2 separate regions of the Pan troglodytes genome follow, and region 2 is linked to region 1. The links are chromatin contacts, called in public HiChIP or PLAC-seq maps. All regions are on one chromosome and are shown on one strand. The core of a region is the stretch at or near the end of the contact, and the rest is flanking DNA. Distances in the headings are between cores, read along the strand shown.

Evidence for each region. HiChIP or PLAC-seq counts read pairs in DNA pulled down with a chosen protein or histone mark.
Region 2: a contact with region 1 is called in an H3K4me3 HiChIP or PLAC-seq map of stem cell-derived excitatory neurons, with 2.9 times the contacts expected there. The contact joins the promoter of DENND2A here to the enhancer-like site in region 1. A contact is called at or near these places in 4 of 7 Hi-C or Micro-C datasets (blood, induced pluripotent stem cells and stem cell-derived neural progenitor cells), 1 of 1 datasets of contacts at active chromatin or transcription factors (stem cell-derived excitatory neurons) and 1 of 1 other capture datasets (stem cell-derived neural stem cells).

The regions. Positions count from the first base shown.
Region 1 is chr6:155,860,144-155,865,638 of NHGRI_mPanTro3-v2.0_pri, forward strand. No RefSeq gene overlaps it. Among named protein-coding and RNA genes, the nearest start is that of MKRN1, 25 kb to the left of the region's middle. Within about 2 kb of position 2,793, at least 7 of the 24 cell types and tissues checked have an H3K27ac peak or open chromatin away from gene starts, as enhancers often do. A contact at or near this core is called in induced pluripotent stem cells, stem cell-derived excitatory neurons, stem cell-derived neural progenitor cells and 1 more, where this site is marked.
Region 2 is chr6:155,994,440-156,000,107 of NHGRI_mPanTro3-v2.0_pri, forward strand. DENND2A (DENN domain containing 2A) reads right to left here and starts at 2,120. Exons shown (of 20, transcript XM_016945474.4): 1 at 1,801-2,120. LOC112209813 (a long non-coding RNA gene) reads left to right here and starts at 2,121. Exons shown (of 5, transcript XR_008536285.2): 1 at 2,121-2,571.

The DNA.
Region 1 (5,495 bases), core at 1,543-4,042:
GTACATGCCTGTAATCCCAGCTACTCGGGAGGCTGAGGTAGGAGGATCACTTGAACCTGGGAGGCAGACGTTGCAGTGAGTGGAGATCACCCCATTGCACTCCAGCCTGGGCAACAGAGCAAGACTCTGTCTCAAAAAAAAAAAAAAAAAAGTATCAAAGAACTGAAATTCACCAGATCACTATGTCCAGACAATGTGATGTGTGATCCCTCATTCATCATGATTGCTTCCTTACCCCTCCCTAGTTCCTGTTTTTTTCAACACATGGTTACATTTCTTCCCTGCTATATAAATCCCTGCCTTTAGTCCATCAGGGAGACGGATTTGAGACTGAGCTCCCATCTCCTGGGCTGCAGCACCCCTTGTACCCCCGACTACAACACCAATTAAAACCTTCTTCTTGGCAATACTTATAGTCTCAGTCATCGTCTTACTGTGTAGTGAGCAGTAGAACCTAGACCCAGCTTGTCCAAGCCGTGGCCCAGCTTGGCCAACATGGCGAACCCCATCTCTACTAAAAATACAAAAATTAGCCGGGCGTGGTGGCATACGCCTGTATTCCCAGCTACTCGGGAGGCTGAGGCGGGAGAATCGCTTGAACCTGGGAGGCAGAGGTTGCAGTGAGCTGAGATCGCGCCACTGCACTCCAACCTGGGCGACAGAGTGAGAGCAAGATTCTGTTTAAAATAAATAAATAAATTAAATAAAATCGGCTGGGCGCAGTGGCTCACGCCTGTAATCCCAGCACTTTGGGAGGCTGAGGCGGGCAGATCACCTGACGTTAGGAGTTTGAGACCAGGCTGGCTAACATAGTGAAACCCTGTTTCTATTAAAAATACAAAAAATTAGCCAGGCGTGGTGGCACGTGCTTGTAATCCCAGATACTCGGGAGCCTGGGGCAGGAGAATCGCTTGAACCTGGGAGGTGGAGGTGGCAGTGAGCCGAGATCGTGGCATTGCACTCCAGCTTGGGCAACAAGAGCAAAAGTCCGTCTCAAAAAAAAAAAAAAAAAAATCTTCCCCACTAGGTGGGATGTCTCCTGAGGACAAGGAATGGGTCGTTTTTCTTGTGCCATTGCTTGCTGGAGTCTCCGGCCCATAGACGGTACTAAAGGAACATGTGTTGAGTGGAATCTCAATGGATAATTCTTTTAGGGGTGGACTGTGATCTGGGGAGGGGTGGGACTCAGGCCTGTGAAGCATGGTGTCTTGATTCATGGTCTATGCTAAATGTGTTTACATAGACATGTGTCTATGTGAAATGCTGCCTCACTGGCCACCGCCTGTACTGGGGAAATCCTCATGGCTAAAATGAGGCCTGGGATGCTTGGTTTGAGGTGGGACCCGTGTGAGGTGGGCAAGTTGGATGGCCGTCAGAGCTAGGAAAGGGTAGCGGTGACATTGGCTCCTTGAGAAAGCAGCAGGGGCCTGTGGGAAGAGGTGTCTGTCCAGAGGTCCCGGGAATCCTGGAGTGTCTGTGCTGTGGAGGATTGAGGAGGGTGAGCCTCAAAAGCCCAGCCAATGCTTTGCCATTTGAACCTCTCTTTGCCCGAAAAATCAAGTTTGAGGAGGAATCCAGCTCAGGATATTCTTTGTAAAATCAGAGAACAGAGGAGGGGAGTCACAGGAGTCAGCTAGGGCTGCCATTACCAAGTTTCACAAACGTGGCTTAACTAAGAGAAACTCATCTTCCCCCAGTTCTGGAAGCTGGAAGTCTGCTATCAAGGTGCTGATTGGCAGGGTTGGTTTCTTCTGAGGTCTCTCTCCTTGGCTTGTTGATGGCCACCTTCTCCCCATATCCTCACACAGTTTTCTTTCTGTGTCTGTGTCCACATTTCTTTCTTCCTTTTTTTTGAGACGGAGTCTCACTCTGTCACCCGGACTGGAGTGCAGTGGCATAATCTCGGCTCACTTCAACCTCAGCCTCCCAGGTTCAAGTGATTCTCTTGCCTCAACCTCCCTAGTAGCTGGGATTACAGGCGCGCACCACCACGCCCGTCTATTTTTTTTTTTTTTTTTTTTTTTTTTTACGTAGAGATGGGGGTTTGTCATCTTGGCCAGGCTGGTCTCAAACTCCTGACCTCATGTGATCCTCTTGCCTCAGCATCCCAAAGTGCTGGGATTACAGGCATGAGCCACTACACCTGGCCCCAATTTTCTTTCTTTTAAGGACACTAGTCATGTTGGATTAGAGGCCACCCATAGGCCCCCATTTTAACTTAATTACCTCCTCCAGACCCTATCTCCAAATACGGTTACATTCTGAGGTGCTGGAAGTTGAGACTTCAGCATATGAATTTTGGGATGGACACAGTTCAGCCCATAATGGGTGGGAGAGGAGAGACGGGTACCCATTGTGCCCCCAAATGCATCACAGGGTGGAAAGACTGGTCCTTTAAAGATTCTGGGGGTTAGCAGGTGTCTTGGATTGGTGAGAGTAAATAGGCTAGAGTGATCACCTCCAAACCCCTGGCCAGTCACAGAGGGCACCCTCAACCCCATTATCTTCTTTTTTTTTTTTAAGTATAGATGGGGGTCTTGCTATGTTGCCAAGGCTAGTGTCAAACTCCTGGCCCCTCAAATGATCCTCTGGCCGCCTTGACCTCCCAAAGTGCTGGGATTATGTTATGTGTATTTTAACACAATTAAACATGTAACGGCTATGTAAATGGCTTTAAAGGGCATTTGGAATAGGTAAGGCTCACACAGAGCTCACACAGATGTGAGCCTGTTCTGCGTAAAGGCTGCAGGAGACAGAACTGCATCAGGAGCCTGGGCTGCTTGTCAGGAAGGCAGGCATCCCTGTGGAGAGAGGCCACAGACTGCAGTGCAGTCAGCTACCAAATAAGGAGGCACCCGAGCTATAAATAGCTGTTAAGACAAGCTGAGGCATGCCCTGACATTAAGGTCAGCTCAGCTGTTAGCTGCCTGGCAGACATGGGGGCAACAGCTAACTCTCGTCTCCTCCCTCCTCAGGCACCCCCTTGTTTTGCACAGGGCTCCACCTCCCCCCGTCTCCTGAATCTGACAATGTCAACATCAGCTGAAGGCCCTGGACCAGGCTTCCAGGTCACCCATCCTGGGTATAGCCACAGGTGTGCCAGGTGTCAGACAAGGCTGGAGACAGGAGAGATCTTTTCTGTTGTACAGATGGGGGAACGGGAGGCCGGTAGGAGAGGAGTCATGTTCCAAGTTCCACAGTAAGCAGGTGGCATTGCTGATGCAGCTGCTCCATGCCTCACTCTCTCCTGTACCTCTCGGCCCCTTTGGTGCCCTGGCCCCCAGCAGGGAAGATAAGAGTCTGGAGTAATGGCTGGCATAAGTCTCCTCCCCTCTCCCAGGAAAGGCCAAGACAATCAGTTTGCCATTGAGACGCCAGTTGGGGCCCGGTGCCGTGGCTCACACCTGTAATCCCAGTACTTTGGGAGGCAAAGGAAGGCGGATCAGCTGAGGTCAGGAGTTCCAGACCAGCCTGGTCAACATGGTAAAACCCTGTTTCTACTAAAATTACAAAAAAATTAACCTGACGTGGTGGCACGCACCTGTAATCCCAGCTACTCGGGAAGCTGAGGCATGAGAATCGCTTTAACCCGGGAGGCAGAGGCTGCAGTGAGCTGAGATCATGCTGCTGCATGCCAGCCTGAGTGACAGAGCAAGACTCCGTCTCAAAAAAAAAAAAAAAAAAAGATGCCAGTTGGCTGGGCTTGACATAACATGAAAGGGGGATGATGACTTTTTTTTTTTTTTTTTGAAAATTATGGCTTTTTCTAAGCAATGCACACAGTTCAAATGAAAGGGGATCAGGTTGTGCCACCCCCAAGAGATGCACTTTGGCATAGGATTATTTTCAGCTGAAAGCAATTGAGGATCAACAGATACAAGAAGGTTCTCTGCCCTTCTCTTAGCCAACTAAGAACAGAGCAGAAATTTCCCTCAGTGAAGGTGGCGTGAATTTCCCTTGTGAAGGCAACTCCCTTCTTGTACCAGAAAGAGGAGAGCCGCTCTTATCACCAGAGACAGAGAGCTGGCAGCAGGGTGAGTCTGCATAAACAAGCCTGACGAAAATAACCCTTGTCTGCCGTTAGTTTCTCCTGTATTCCTAGTCACTTTCCCACAAGTAATCAATCAACCCTTGAAGCCCAAACCCCTTTCTTTTGTTAAAATGGTATATAAGCCCCAGAGTCTAAGTGACCTTCTTTGAGTTTCAATTTTCTATGAACTCCTGTGCACATAAATATTAATTAAAAATTTATGCTTTGGGGGACCTGGTGAGGTGGCTCATGCCTGCTACCCCAGCACTTTGGGAGGCCAAGGTGGGTGGATCACTTGAGGTCAGGAATTTGAAGCCAGCCTGGCCAACATGGCAAAACCCCCTCTCCACTAAAAATGCAAAAAAATTAGTTGGGCATAGTGTGCACGCCTGTAGTCTCAGCTACTCAGGAGGTTAAGGCAGAGAATTGCCTGAACTCGGGAAGCGGAGGTTGCAGTGGGCCGAGATCGCGCCACTGCACTCCAGCCTGGGCAACAGTGTGAGACTCTGTCTCAAAAAAAAAAAAAAAAAAAAGGGAAAAGGAAAATACATAACCATGGTGGTGTGTGCTTGTAACTACTTGGGAGGCTGAGGTGGGGTTGGGCCCAGGAGGTCCAAGCTGCAGTGAGCTGTGATGGTGCCATTGCACTCCAGCCTGGGCAACAGAGCCAGATCCTGTCTTAAGGAAAAAAAAAAAAAAGATACTAATCCTTTGTTGGCTATATGTGTTACGAATATTGTTCCCCAGTGTATGACATATCTTTTCACTCTCCTAATGATATTTTTTGATGAGGTGACTTTTTTCCCCCAGTATTTTTTTCAATTACATTTCTCAAATTGAGAAATAATTTACATTTCCAGCCAATGTATCTGCAGAAAAAAACAAACAAACAGGGGGGTGGGGCTCAGTAAGTCATGCCTGTAATCCCAGAACTTTGGAAGGCTGAGGCGGGCAGATCACTTGAGGTCAGGAGTTCAAGACCAGCCTGGTCAATATGGTGAAACCCCCATCTCTACTAAAAGTACACAAATTAGCTGGGCATGGTGGCCCCCACCTGTAATCCCAGCTACTCAGGAGGCTGAGGCAGGAAAATCACTTGAACCCAGGAGGCAGAGGTTGCAATGAGCCAAGATTATGGCACTGCACTGCAGCCTGGGCGACAGAGTGAGACCCTGTCTCAAAAAAAGAGAAATAATTGACATGCAAAAACATGCACAGATCTTACATATTCAGTGATTTTCTTTCTCTCTCTCTCTTTCTTTTTTTCAGAAGGAGTCTCACTCTGTCACCAGGCTGGAGTGCAGTGGCACGATCTCGGCTTACTGCAAGCTCCGCCTGCCGGATTCACGCCATTCTCCTGCCTCAGCCTCCCGAGCAGCTGGGACTGCAGGCGCCCACCACCACACCTGGCTAATTTTTTGTATTTTTAGTAGAGACAGGGTTTCACCGTGTTTACCAAGATGGT
Region 2 (5,668 bases), core at 870-3,369, 130 kb after region 1:
CCTGGTGACTTTGCACATTCTGTTCTTTCAGCCTGAAACAACCTTCCCTGCTGTTTCCTTGGTGAGGCGGTTTTCAGGGCTTAGCCCAAGCATCACCTAATCTGTGGGGATTCCCTGCACCGGCTCCTCTCTGGGCTGCCCTAGTTCTACGCCATGCAGCCCTCACAGCCAGGCTGGGCCAGGACTGGTTTTACTTTTTTGTTTGACTACCCAGCTAGGATGGTGTTCCTGGAAGGAAGGGGGACGTCTCATTCCTCGCTGTGCCACTGATGTCTAGCACGCATGCCTAGCACACAGAGCTGTGTAAGGGGATGAATAGAATACATGACACAGGATTTTATTAATCTTCCAGAATGAAAGGACTGGAGGCCAGGCACAGTGGCTCACGCCTGTAATCCCAGCACTTTGCGAGGCCGAGGCGGGCTGATCACCTGGGGTCAGCAGTTCAAGACCAGCCTGGCCAACATGGTGAAACCCCGTCTCTACTAAAAATACAAAAATTAGCTGGGCGTGGTGGTGGGCGCCTGTAATCCCAACTACTCGGGAGGCTGAGGCAGGAGAATCGCTTGAACCCAGGAGGCGGAGGTTGCAGTGAGCTGAGATCACGCCACTGCACTCTAGCCTGGGCGACAGAACAAGACTCCGTCTCAAAAAAATAAAAATAAAAAACAAACGAAAGGACTGGAGGCCAGCCTCCCGCCAGCCTTTTCATTACCAGGCCTCAGAAACCGTCTCTGACACACACGCACACACTCGCACACTCACACATACTTCCTCTCGGAGTTCTGCTCCGTCCCACGCTGCCCACCCAGACTTTCTACTCCACTCTTTTGGTATCTGATATTTGATGATGTAAGGAGAAGGGATTTCTTTCTCTTCTTTTATGTGGTAACCACAGAGGGTTTAAGAGTTTACTAACAAGATTACTGTAGCACGCCTATTACAACTCTGTTACCCCCAGCCCATTACTGTCCGATGTCATTTGGAACCTTGGGGAAGTCACATTCCTGAATCGCATCTGAACAGCAGCTGGAAGTCAGCACCAGCTGGTTAAGGCAGGGTCACTGCACTTCCCTTGCCCAATTTACGCCCCTGGAGAGCCCTGACTAGTTTCCTGCTTCCTGTCCCAGGCCCCCCATGACAAGATTCCACGGCTGAGGTCTGGCTCTACTCCGTGGTCTCACCCAGCTCTCTGTGACCCTCCTAATACGATTGTGTCCAGACTTCCCCTGGGCTCCATCTGCTCCCAACTCCACCCTTGGGGACAAAGTGGAAGAAGTAAGACCATTCAATCATCTTTACCTTCTTGCTTTCCCAAGACTGCAAATGCTGACCGCTGTGAGGGGGGCCCGGCTGCTCAGCCGCCTCGATGCCCCGCGCTTGCACGCGCACGCACACACTCACACACACTCGCACAGACACACTCACACACAGACACACAAGCGCGCGCACACACACACAAGCGCGCGGACACACACACACTCACACTCGCGCCCCGAGGGACCCAGCACGGCGCAGGGCGGGGGTCTACCGGCTTTCTGCAGGTCCCCGAGGCGCGGGACGGCGGCGTCCGGGCTCAGTCCTGGGAGTCAGCCCGAGCCCGGGAGGAACGCCTGGATCGCGCTCTGCACAGTCCCGGGACCAGGCGGGAACTCAGACTCCCGTCTGCAGAGCCGCTTCCCCCGTCAGGGCTCGGGCCGCGCAAGCCGTTTCCTCCCTCCCCCGCGCGTCCCCTCCTCCGTCCCCTTTCCCTCCCCAGCTCGACCCTGCACCCCCTGGCCCGGCCCGGCCCGGCCCTACCTCCCCGCGGGCGGCGGCTCCGCGGGCTCTGGGGCGCATCTTGGGGGCTCCGGGGCGGGCCGGGACGGCTGGCGGCGCGGCTCGGGGGCGGGCGGCGGCGGGTGCCGGGGACGCCATGGCCCTCCGCCCTCCGCCCCTTTGTCCGCCGAGCCTCCCCCGGCAGCCCACAAGCCCCTGGGGGTCCCCGCCGCGCGCGCTCCCGTGGGGTCCCCGCCGCCCCCGGCCCCAGCGGCGCGCTTCCCTCGGCCGGCCCAGCGCAGGCTCGCCCGCGGCCCCTGCCTCCTCCTGCCGTGGCTCCGCGACGATCTGCGCGACGCGCGCCCCCTCCTCCCGACCCATCCCGCCCGGCCCAGTGAGCTAATCCGCAGCTGGCGGGCGCCCGGCCGGTTGCCACGGCAACCCCTCTCCCAGGGCCCGGCCCCGCGCGGAGCTGCGGTAAACAGGACCTTCTGCCGGACTCGCCCCCTCGCCTCTCGGGATGGGGGAGAGGTGGCTTAACCCTTCCTGGGAGGACGCCCGCCGCGCGCCGGCTCCATTCCACCCAGGCCCGGGCGGATTCGCGAGGTGCTTCCGGCCCGAGGCTTAGACCTGGACGTCCAAGCCCGGGGAACGGCGGCCGCATGCCCGGCCCCGCTTACTCTAGGCAGTTAACACACTCTCAGCACCGGGCCGGGGCCGGGGGCACCTCGGGCAGTGAGTCAGGCACCACCCTTGCCCCAGGCAGCTTGCCGTCGGGCCGGGGTAATGACAGTCAGGAGACCGGCGATGCAGGTGATGGGGGCCGGGGAGGGCCCAGGGCCGAGCGCGCTGCAGAAGGGCTCCCAGACCGGGCGGGAAGGGAGGTGGTCAGGAAAAGCTTCCAAGAGGAGAAGTGACTTCATAGACCCGCTGCCCCCACTCACGCAGGACACCGTCAAGGAACACAGGCTACACAGCAGAAGTCCGCAGGGAAATGCCGTGGGCTGTGGGGAAGGCGGGTCTGGAATACAGGCTGGGGCCTTCGAGGAAGTTCCCTGGAGCTTTGACCGGGCCGGGAACATTGAATAGCATTTGCATAGGTGGAGGAAAGTGGTTGAAAGGAAAGGGTTCTGAGTGGAGGGAACAGCACCAGTGGAGGCCGGAAGCAGAGGCTAGGCATTTCAGAAACAGCCGAGTGAGGACCAAGTGGTGAATCAGGTCTGATGGGTAGGCTTAGCCAGATTTCAAGCGGGGGACGGAAAGTTTTTGAGCAGAGGAATGCCCTGATGAGAGTGAGGGGGGTCTGGCGGGGTGATTTGCGCGCGGTGGGAGCAGGCTTCAGGTCCATCTCCACACCAGAGGAAGGTCATCCTCGTCTTTAGCTCAGTGACTTCCAGAAGGGCTGGGAGCCATGGTCCTGCGGGACAGCAAAGAGGCCTAAAGTTCAGGCAATGGGGAAGAGAGAAGAAAGGCTGAGCCTCACAAATCCACAGAAGGAGTGTGCGCGCGAGAGAAAGGCAGGAGGGAGACAGTGAAAAATAAAAGATGGGTGTAATGACGTAATACTGCCCAGGCAGTGCCTATAGACTGGGCGCCTGAGATTTGAGGGACTTGTTCAAAGTCACAGGAAAAAAAGCTCTGTTTTCTTCTCAGCTGAGGGTTTTATGCTTTCTGGGAACTCTTTGAAGCTTTTCTAGGGCGTGTTAAGTTCCTTAAACTCCTCATAACTAAGCATAGTCAACTTTTAGAGCCCACATTTGCAAAGTGCAAGCCTTTTTTTTAAGTGTAAGCATTTAAATTATTGTTTTGTTTGTTGAAGCATTATTCAGTAAGTTTTTCACTTTCTAAATAAAGATCAGAGGCTTGGCTTTTTTTTTTTTTTTTTTTTTTTTTTTTTGAGACGGACTCTCGCTCTGTCGCCCAGGCTGGAGTGCAGTGGAGCGATTTCGGCTCACTGCAAGCTCCGCCTCCTGGGTTCACGCCATTCACCTGCCTCAGCCTCCCAGGCTTGGCTTCTTTTTTATTGATGGATTGATTGAGGCAGTGTCAGTCTCTCACCCACGGTGGAGTGCAGTGTTGCTATCATAGCTCACTTCAGCCTCGAACTCGTGGGCTCAAGCAATTTCCCCACCTCAGCCTCCCAATTAGCTAGGACTACAGATGTATGCCATCATGGTCGGCTTTTTTATTTTTTGTAGGTCTTGCTATGTTGCCCAGGCTAATCTTGAACTCCTGGCCTCAAGTAATCCTCCTGACTTGGCCTCCCAAAGTGTTGGGATTATAGATGTGAGCCACCACGCCTGGCCAAGACTTGGCTTCTTGAGGGTTAATTATTCCCAGGGCTGCTACAACATATAAGAAAGCAAACTGGTGCAATCTTGGCTTGCAACCTCTGCCTCCTGGGTTCAAGCGATTCTTTTGCCTCAGCCTCCTGAGTAGCTGGGATTACAGGCGCCTGCCACCGCGCCACGCCCGGCTAATTTTTTTGTATTTTTAGTAGTGACAGGGTTTCACCATCTTGGCCAGGCTAGTCTTAAAAACGCCTGACCTCATGATCCACCCGCCTTGGCCTCCCAAAGTGCTTGGATTACAGGTGTGAGCCACCACACCTGGCCTTTTTTTTTTTTTTTTTTTTTTTTTGAGACAGATTCTCACTCTGTCACGTAGGCTGGAGTACATTGGCGTGGTCTTGGGTCACTGAAGCCTCTGCCTCCTGAGTTCGAGTGATTCTCCTGCCTCAGACTCCCATGTAGCTGGGATTACAGGCATCTGCCACCATGCCCAGCTAATTTTTGTATTTTTAGTAGAGACAGGGTTTCACCATGTTGGCCAGGCTGGTCTCAAACTCTTGACCTCCAGTGATCCTCCCACCTCAGCCTCCCAAAGTGCTGAGATTATATTGTATAGGTGTGAGCCACTATGCCTGGCCTTCCACTCCCTCATCTTTGACTTCTGGACACTAATCTGTTTTAGGAAAATAACTCCTGCCTTAGTTCCTTGGGTCTGAGTCTGATGAACTGTGTACAGCCTGTGCTTTGTGGATTTCTAACCTTGCCTGCCTCTCACAGCCCCCAGCCCTCCAACTTCTCAGAGCTGGCTGCTCCCATTGCTGGGTCATCCTGTGGCTCTGACCATGACAGGGGTCCCACATAGGGACCCCTCCCTCCTTCCCCTTGTGGCCCCCCCCGCTGGCTCCCTGGAGGAGGGAGACAGGGTAGCCCACGATAGCCCTCCAAGGCTGGTGCTACACGTTGGAGCCTGGAAGGGCCTCTCCGTCATCCCCTCTTCTCCTGTTCCTGGCGCTGACAACTCCAACAGTATATTCGTCCCCTGTCCTCCTTCTCTGTCCATAGCTTCTCTTCATGTTGGAAAATGCTTCGGGTAGGAGGTCATGCCTGGCCTCAAGCTGGGAAAAGTGAAAGTGAGAGGAAAGGGACAAAGTTGATTTCTCTTTTGAGTCTTTAATCTTGCTTCTTTATATTTTATTTTATTTCATTTTATTTTAATTAATTTTTATTTTTTGAGACAGAGTCTTGCTCTGTCGCCCAGGCTGGAGTGCAGTGGTGCAATCTCGGTTCACCGCAACCTCCGCCTCCTGGGTTCAAGTGATTCTCCTGCCTCAGCCTCCCAAGTAGCTGGTATTGCAGGCATGCACCACCATACCCGGCTAATTTTTGTATTTTTAGTAGAGATGGGGTTTCACCATGTTGACCAGGCTGGTCTCAAACTCCTGACCTCAGGTGATCCCCTCACCTTGGCCTCCCAAAGTGCTGGGATTACAAGCATGAGCCACCGTGCCCAGTCTTTTTTATTTTAACATTTATTTTAATTAATTTATATTGAGACAAGGTCTTGCTATGTTGCCCAGGCTGGCCTTGAACTCCCCACCTCAGCCTCCTGAATAGTAACC